Regions from separate parts of the Zea mays genome. Here region 1 is linked to region 2. A link is a contact called in public Hi-C data. All regions are on one chromosome and are shown on one strand. Each heading gives the region's core, a stretch centred on a gene start, on an enhancer-like site or on the middle of the called end of the contact. The rest is flanking DNA. Distances are from core to core; before and after follow the strand shown. Region 1 holds the start of LOC100281336. Region 2 holds the start of LOC100273625.

Region 1 (4,554 bases), core at 361-2,860, 220 kb before region 2:
CTGTTGCGGACTTGCGATGAACTCGGTGGAGGACAGCTCCGGGCGAAGTTTTCGCCATACTGTTTGAAGCCAGCGCCGTGGATAATGCAAGGACCAGGTGGAAGACCTCCCTGACCGCGGGCCCCATGCGGCAGCGACAGCGGACACGATGCGGTCTCAGCTGGTACACAGAGTCAACCGACTGACATGCTGGGTCCACGCGTCACAGACCCAAAGAGAAGCGGCCAGGCTATTGGGCCGGTGCGGGATGTGGAGAACGTGGGCGCGAGAGGGAGAAGCCGTGTTGGGCCGAGGCAGGGACTTTGGCTATCGCGGAGCAGAGGTGGCCCAAGAGCGGGTGTCTCCTTTTTTTTCTATTTCTCATTTCACATCAAGTTTTGTGCTTAAAATTCAAATTAAATTCAAGCTTCCTATTTGAAGTTTCAAAAATCCAATTCAAATTCAAAACCCTGTTTGAATTTTATGATTTCAGCTTTCAAATATAATTCTAATGTAAGAGTAAATCCTTTTTTCATTTTCAAGCTGGTTTCACGAACTTGGATACAAATGCAATAATACAAGAATGAGATGAATATTTCTGTATTTATTTATTTGTTGTTTGACCCTTATAATTCCTATTAATTGATTATGCACAAAGAAAGAGAACCTAATAAATCTCCAAAGGCTCCACAATTCCAAACACTTTTATATCAATATATGCATTTATTTATTTTTATATTTTTTTTATTACACTAATTTTTTTAGGGCTTTACAATAATGCATATATATCATTGACTTTTTGCCTCATGCTCGATAATAATCTTGCAACAGTTGCGCCTTGCTTCCTTCACAACACTAGAATTTTCTTTTTCTTCGCCTCTTTCTCTTCAGTTGCTTCTGCAATCTCTTTTTCAGGCTCTTCACAGGCTCTTCAGTTAGGTTCTCTGGCATCGGAACATTCTCAATTAATTCTAGTTGAGGCATTCTCTCTTCTGGTTGTGCCATCTGCAAATGAGAAGTCCTTAAGCAACATTGGAACAACATTCATATTTGGAACAACATTCATATATACATCAATGCTCTAAGCAACATTTGCGAGTTTGCAAGGACATATTCATATTTGCATGCAAATTGGAACAGCAAGCTGGCAGCAGCATTTGTATTTGCATGCAAATGAGAAGTCCGGATTACATTACATTGGAGGATTCTTTGCTGGTTGTCGTCGTGCCTTCGGTGGGCGTACCTTGCGTGGTGCCTAGAGCTACAGCTGGTCGCAGGGAGCGGCACGCTGGAGCCCGAACTGGAGCGAGATGCCGGCGCTGGAGCAGACGAATCACATCGCAGTGTACCCGCGCTACGACTACGAGTAGTCACGCGCGCATCGCATCACAGGCACTAGAACAGAGCACACGAATTGCAAGCCGCCTTCATTCGCTCGCTGCCTGCGACTATAAAGCGATACGCGATGCGATGCGATACGCGAGCGGGGGATCGAATCGAACGCCAGAAGTACGGAGCCCTGCACTGCACCCCGAGGCCCACACACTGACACGTCCGGCCCCACCTAGCCTCACTGGCTCCCTCTCCCACGCGGCTATAAAGCGCGGTCCGGCCCCTGCCCGAATGTTCCGTGCCTGCCAGAAGTAGAATCATTCGATTCCCCAAAGCGAAATCCGCAGCCTCGCCTCTCTCGCCATTTTCCAGGCGCGCGCTCGGCGCGGCCGCCGCCAGCGATACAGATCCTTGCACGGACACAAGGGCTCCGCGCTCCCACCGGATCGGATCCCGTCCCGATGGCTCCCACTCCCACTCACACGGCGGCGGCGGTGGCGCTCGCCGCGCACGACTCGTCCGGCCACCTCGCGCCGCTCACCATCACCCGCAGGTGCGTGCCCCGCCTTGTTTGTTCGGCATCTGTGGCATATTTATATATATAGGGAACGTCCATCGTACGCGCGATGATGCCCTTCTAGAACGTTCTAGATCCCATGCATGCATGCGCCGTGCCGGTCGAGAGGCATCCGAAATGTCCAGCGCGCGGACGCCCCGGCCTGGGTCTCGCCAGTCGCCACCGTCCTCGCCGATCGACCTGCCGACCGGACTGCGAGCCGCTCGGCTTGATCTGATTGGCGCAGGCCAACGTATACGGCATGCATGCCTCTCCCGGCCGGCATGCCCTTACCGCCGGGGACAAAGCCAGAATTTTTTTTAAGAAGAGCTGAACTAAACAACTGTAATATAAAAGTCATTTCTATATTATATATGTACGCTAAAAATTTTAAAAGAGGCTCTAGTGCGGCTGACTCAGCAGCGTTAGGAGGGGTTGGAGGCCCGCTCGCCCCACCGCTGACTTCGTCCCTTCTTACCTTGCCTTCTGAATCATACAATACTCACTCCCTACTTTTTTTATTGGTTATATTTTAGTTTAAAAATAAACTATTGAACTATATGTATTCGAAAACAGATGTGTTTTCATGCGCCAACTGTTACAAGGGGCCGCCGTTGGATGAAATTGATCTCATGTTTGGAAGTCCACCCGCTTGTTACTTACTCCCTTCGTTCTAAATTAAAATTCGTTTTATCCTTTTACTAAATTTATATAATATTTAATGTATGGTGGCTTTCCGGTGCCTACAGTCTTTTCAGAATAATTTAGTTTTTTCTAGTTAATTCATCGGCCGATAACATGACAATTGACAAGATGATGTAGATCGTCTTTTGTTTGAATTGAATATAGACCATTCCGTGACTATATATTATGAGCATGTGTCACTTCTGTCACACACATGCAGGAGCACCGGGGACGACGATGTAGCGATAAAGATCCTGTACTGTGGGATGTGTCACTCTGACCTTCACAGCATCAAGAACGAGTGGCACAACGCCACGTACCCCATGGTCCCTGGGTGCGTCGTCACTAATAATTCCATGCATATATGCCTATATATCTGTACCTCGATCTCGTATTATTGTCATTCTGAACACTGAACACGTACGTACACATCGCATGCATGCAGTCACGAGATCGCCGGAGTGGTGACGGAGGTGGGCAAGAACGTGACCAGCTTCAAGGCCGGGGACCGCGTCGGCGTGGGCTGCATGGTGAACTCGTGCCAGTCGTGCGGCAGCTGCGACGAGGACTTCGAGAACAGCTGCCGGGCCGTCATCTTCACCTACAACTCCGTCGACCGCGACGGCACCGTCACCTACGGCGGCTACTCCAGCAGCGTGGTGGTGCACGAGCGCTTCGTGGTCCGGTTCCCCGACGCGATGCCGCTGGATCGGGGGGCGCCGCTGCTGTGCGCGGGCATCACAGTGTACAGCCCCATGAAGTACCACGGCCTGAACGTGCCGGGGAAGCACGTCGGCGTGATGGGGCTGGGAGGCCTGGGCCACGTCGCCGTCAAGTTCGCCAAGGCGTTCGGGGCCAAGGTCACGGTCATCAGCACGTCGCCTGGGAAGAAGCAGGAGGCGCTCGACCGGCTTGGCGCCGACGCCTTCGTCGTCAGCAAGGACGCCGAAGAAATGAAGGCGGCTGCGAGCACCATGGACGGCATCATCAACACGGTGTCGGCGAACCTCACCTTGGCCCCGTACATGGGCCTGCTCAAGCCCAACGGCAAGATGATCATGGTCGGCCTGCCCACCAAGCCTCTCGAGATCCCGCCCTTTGATCTCATCATTGGTACGTAGCACCAAATCATTTTTTTCAGAAACCGTCAAATAATAATCGTTGTATACGTGTAAATAATAATAATAATAATAATAATAATAATAATAATAATAATAATAATAATAATAATAATAATAATAATAATAATAATAATAATAATAATAATAATAATAATAATAATAATAATAATAAAAAACTTTGCAGGGAACAAGACCCTGGCCGGGAGCTGCATCGGCGGCATGAGGGACACGCAGGAGATGATCAACGTGGCGGCCAAGCACGGCGTGACGGCGGACATAGAACTGGTGGCCGCGGACTACGTGAACACGGCCATGGAGCGCCTGGCCAAGGCTGACGTCAGGTACCGCTTCGTCATCGACATCGGCAACACCCTCAAGAATTCAGAGTGATCAGACCTAAAACGCCGGCGACACCTCTACTGCTGCTGCTTGTTGTGCCCTGTCGGCTTTATACGATGAACCGCGTCCTTTTTTTTCTGTGTCAGTGATAATATTTTAGCTAAGGCAGACGTAAACGTAGTTCGCGAGGATTGCCTTCCCATGCATGTTATGGAAGTTGGATGCTTTTATTGTTGTTGCCGTAAAACGAGATATGATGCAGCATTTTTTTATTTTCCCTCTATCATTTGGTTGCTGCATCCTCTCGGTTCTAAATTATAAATTATTTAAGTTTTTTAATGTATATTTTTCATTGAATATCTAGATAATACTTTATATTTAGACAGTGTCGGTCTTACACCAACTCAAGCAGGCCGTGAAAATGGACGTACAAAACATTGTTTTATACTGCTATAGATAGTCTTGTTTGTTTCACCCTTAATCCATGTGGATTTTTGTGGTATTAAGTCGGTTTAAATCCATATTAAATTAAAATACAATCCC
Region 2 (4,454 bases), core at 1,688-4,187:
ATCACCTTATATGGCACAAATTAGGGTTTCTAGGGTTCTTATTAGAGTTTTGAGTGCTCTAGGGTTTATGTGCCGCTCAAATCCATCAAGTTTAGTCTCTTATGAACATTTTCACTAACCTTTGATATAAATAAGCACTTCAAGTCATCACATCACAACTTGTTTTAAAGTTTTAACCTAGTGGATGCACTCTAGTTGTAACATACATAATGAAATGCCAATGCTAATGAAGTCATGACCAAGTTTTAGTTCTTATAACACCAGAGGTGTTACATCTAGGGCGAAGCTCGGGCCATCTTCCTCCTCGGAGTCTAGGTACCCCGAGGGGAAAGGAAACCCGGCATACATCCTTGTGACAGAGCTAGTGTCGAAGCTTGGCTCGAAGGGGATGGGAACACATGCGGTTCTCCCCCGACCCTCAACAAATCTCACCAAGGAGCGATCGGCTCCTCCCAACCCGCAGGTGGGAGGACTGGTGTGATTGGTACCACTCGCTCGACAGCATGGGGAACTGGCGTTTCCCACATCGGAGGAGGTGGCACGCAGAGAAAGTCGGCGCAGGTGCCACTGGTGGCGCTCTGGGCACAATGCTGGCATGGGCTAGGTCCCTCAAGAGGGAGTCTATGCCATCAGCCATCCCAGGGGCTCCTATAGAGCACAGGGTGCCATGAGTGGCACGATCTCGGTTGCTCCGTCTCTACCTCCTGCGACGAGAAGGGCGGTGATGGGAGCTTGGGCGCTCGAGAGGGATAGACAAGAGGAGTATCGTGTCATACTAGATGCCGAGTGACATGAACTCCAGGCTCCCGAACCTGATCACCGTCCCAAGCCTGAGTGGATGGTGGAAACCTGTCATCTAGAGTCTTGGCGGGAACTAAAAGTGTTTCACGCGACAAGCCCCTACTTGGCGCGTCAACTGTCGACGTTCGGACTAGGGGTCCTAACCAACTAGTAAATAATGTCGCGTGGCCAGACTCTAGATGGTGTGCTAGTAGATACAAGTAGTTTATCCTGGTTCGGGCAACGTAAGGCTCTACTTCCAACAAAGGGGGGTTAGGCTTATATTACTCGCACCGAGGTGCCTGTAGTAGGGGTTACAAACACGACGGGAGAGGGGAAGTCCCCAAGTCCCTAGAAATGATTGAGGCAAGTGCCAATATCTAAGACCGAGTAGACCGAGTGGAGAACTGAGTGTTTATCGGTGTGTTCCTTATCTGGTTGTCCTTCCCTTGGAGGGACTCTACTGCCCTATTTATACATGAAGGGGGCGTCCACAGTGAAGCCTGGTGTTGTATTCAAAGGAGAGATGTCTTGGCGCCCTGCAAGCCGACGTGGCGGTGCACTGTGTTGTTGACTTGCGTCCACTGGTTTCCCGCTGAGAGCCGAGGCAGAGACCGAGGGATTATCCGTACACCCGAGCCCCCAGGGGAGAGGCTGCCCATTATGTAGTTGTTGTAATAGCGCCGGGGTAAGGCTAAAGGCCTGCTTACGGGGTGCATCAGCGTCCTTGCGCGGGATGACGTCGAGATTTCCTGTGGCGCTTATCGAGGTCGGAGCCCCGCTCGGGCGAGGCGGAAGTCTTCCCGAGGTGTTGGACGAGCCATCCCTTGACGTGCGCCACAGTTTTGGCGGAGTGGTCGTCCGCGGGATTCGTAGAGGAGTAGGTGGCCGAGGCTGAGCTTGGGCGAGGCGAAGAATTCATTTGAGGTCTAAACTCGACGTCGGGCGTGGCGAAGAAATTGCTCGAGGGCCGGACTCGGCATCGGGCGATGCGGAGATTGCGCCCGTGGATTGGACTCGGCGTCGGGCGAGGCGGAGAAATGCGCCCGAGGGCCGGTCTGCTCTGCTTGTCGTATTAGATGTCCCATCGGGGGATGGCAGGCGGCGTGCGCGTACTGTAGCGGAGACGTAATCATGTTGTTGCGTCCAGATGTGATTGTCGTCTTGTCAACCACTGTGCTCTGCTGCCGCATCGTTGGGTAGGTACGCGCATTAAATGCAGGTGTTCCCTTCCTGTTATCGGGCGCTTCTGTCTTATCTGCCTGAGATTGGCTCGAACAAGACAGTCGGGGCGGTGGCGACCTCGGGCGAGGCGGAGTTCCACCCTAGGCAGGAGATCCTCGGGGAGAGGCCTCAGTCGTTTCCCCTCGAGGGTTTCGTTCTTATCTCTCTGAGTGCGTTCTTCGGGGGATATTTCAGGTATCCCTAATTATTACCCCCCGACAGTTAGAGTGTTAGACCACCACATATAGTGTTTGCCCTAGGTTTAGGCCTAATGTTAGATGTAGGTTAGAACACCTCTTACCCATACGCATCATTGTATGAGTTACACCATAGGGGTTTATAGTAGTGCAAGATCGTAACAACTGTATTTGTGGTGTGGCCGCCACCATATAATGGAGAGACGCGACATTTTGGTTGAAAAACTCGATTGTGAAGATAGTGAAGAGTATTTGGGAGAGGTCACATCGAAACACCACTGTGCGCGGAGAAGACCCGAGGTATCCACGAGTTATTTGATATGGAGTTTAGCCTTTCTGTAGGGTCTTTGGGAGTGGCTCCAAATTCTCTAATGAAGACTAGAGAGAAGATTGCACGCTTAATGATACCTTGATAAAACTATTAATAAGAATCTGTAGCTCTATTGTATTTAGGTTTAAATATTTATATTGTGTGCTTTGATTATATGTTTTATCTTTTATTTTAGTTATACCTACCACTACCATATAGTTCGAACGCGATAATAGTATGTGTTTTCTTTTACAAAAAAAGTTAAAATAATCGGACATGGGGTTGGCGGCAGCTTGATGCAGGCCCACTGGCACAGGCCCATGGCCCCGCGCCGTTACGATTGGGTTGGACCGTTGGACGTGCCATTGCCGACCGAGCCTGAAATCGTTCTATCCTCGCCGCCGCCGCCGCCGCCGCCGTTTGTTATCGCTCGGAGTTTCTCCGTTCCCGTCTCTCCGGCCGCTGCAGGTACGCCTAGCAACGGCGTCAATCGCTTCCTCCCAACCCGCAGGTACTCACCTGTAGCTGTATGCTGCAACCTTGCCTTGTCTTCATCCATCACCCCTAGCGGCCCAGCGTGCGCGCAACCCCCACCCACCGACGCCTGGGACGGACGTCGCTGCCTCCCTACTTTTTCCCCTCCGCCGCCGACGAGCACCACCATATGCCTTCTCCTTGGTCTTCTCTTTTTGCTGTGTGCGAAACCTTGCGCCCAAACCCTAATTTCCTATCCGTATTCGGATCTGAATCTCATTACAAGTGTGTAGGCATGTATTTTTGTTACTAACTTCAATTGCTTTGCAAAAAATTATCGGGTGTACCCATTTCCTTTACTAGGTCCACCCCTGATTCTATCTGCCCTATTTTTCTTCACATTTGTTATGTAGTTGGTAAAATCCCTTAACTTGCGCATCTTTGCCTTCTTCTTCCTTTATTTTAGGTTATCAAATACGGTGAACCTTGTGTTCCTGTGAAATTTTGCAGCTCATTATACATTGAAGGCAGAAAGTCATTCTCCAATCTGAAGGCGAAACAAGGTGTGCACATATATGTTCTAGAGGATAAAGTTCACTGAGCTGCTGTTGGGCATTGGAGAGCCCAGTTGTGGTTCTATGCCTGAAAGGAATTCTTTGTAATTTTCTCCTGTATCTGGTTCTGTTATCATCATTATTTTCCTGGTGTGGGGCAATCATGTCAGAGAGCGAGTTAGCAGTAATAAAACCAGAGGTACATTTTCCATTGCTGTTTCTGTTAATTAGAGAGGAAATGTTGTGTTCTTATCTTCATTGCATCATTTGGGCCTAAATCAAGTTTTTTGGTGAACTCTGACAGGCATTGAAAACTTATATCTGGCTTCAGTGCTTTGATGGCTCCATACAACAAGTGGAGGAAGAAGTTGCCATGTTCTGCCCTATGATATGTCGGGAAATAATGAAAAATGGGACAGGGTCATCTAAGAATCATGCTATAGTTCTACCGGAAAGAGTTAATCCGGCAAGTTTGAGTTTGATTCTTGATTATTGTCGGTTTCATCAGGTCCCTGGGCGCTCAAACAAGGTTTGCTGCACTTTATATTCATCTTGAAAGTTTTGTTTGTTGAATCTATATTTGTTCGAGCATATCTTATCATGGATTTCCTACATTTGTAGGAGCGGAAGTCATTCGATGAAAAGTTTGTCAGGATAGACACAGAAAAACTGTGTAAGTTGGCTTCTGCAGCCCTTGGTCTGCAGTTAAGGCCACTAGTTGATCTTACTTGTGGAGCACTTGCTCGAATCATTGGAGGAAAAACACCTGATGAAGTTAGAGATATTTTCCATTTACCAGATGACTTAACAGAGGTAAGAGTACCACTTGAATAGTCGTGTATAGGAAAAGGTTCTCTTGATCTCCCTGAGTACAATTCCCCCATCTGGAGCTAAAAAAAGACAGATTTCATTAAC

What was found. A called contact is a pair of places that touch in the nucleus more often than the background predicts.
Region 1: a contact with region 2 is called in a Hi-C map of endosperm, with 3 times the contacts expected there. The contact joins the promoter of LOC100281336 here to the promoter of LOC100273625 in region 2. A contact is called at or near these places in 6 of 25 Hi-C or Micro-C datasets (ear, endosperm, leaf and 1 more) and 1 of 3 datasets of contacts at active chromatin or transcription factors (leaf).

The regions. Positions count from the first base shown.
Region 1 is chr10:65,552,170-65,556,723 of Zm-B73-REFERENCE-NAM-5.0, reverse strand. LOC100281336 reads left to right here and starts at 1,610. Exons shown (of 4, transcript NM_001353052.1): 1 at 1,610-1,864; 2 at 2,772-2,885; 3 at 2,997-3,664; 4 at 3,857-4,294. The coding sequence starts at 1,773. The coding sequence ends at 4,062.
Region 2 is chr10:65,335,773-65,340,226 of Zm-B73-REFERENCE-NAM-5.0, reverse strand. It overlaps LOC100273625, which reads left to right and starts at 2,937. Exons shown (of 8, transcript NM_001148041.1): 1 at 2,937-3,022; 2 at 3,452-3,738; 3 at 3,844-4,068; 4 at 4,161-4,352. The coding sequence starts at 3,703.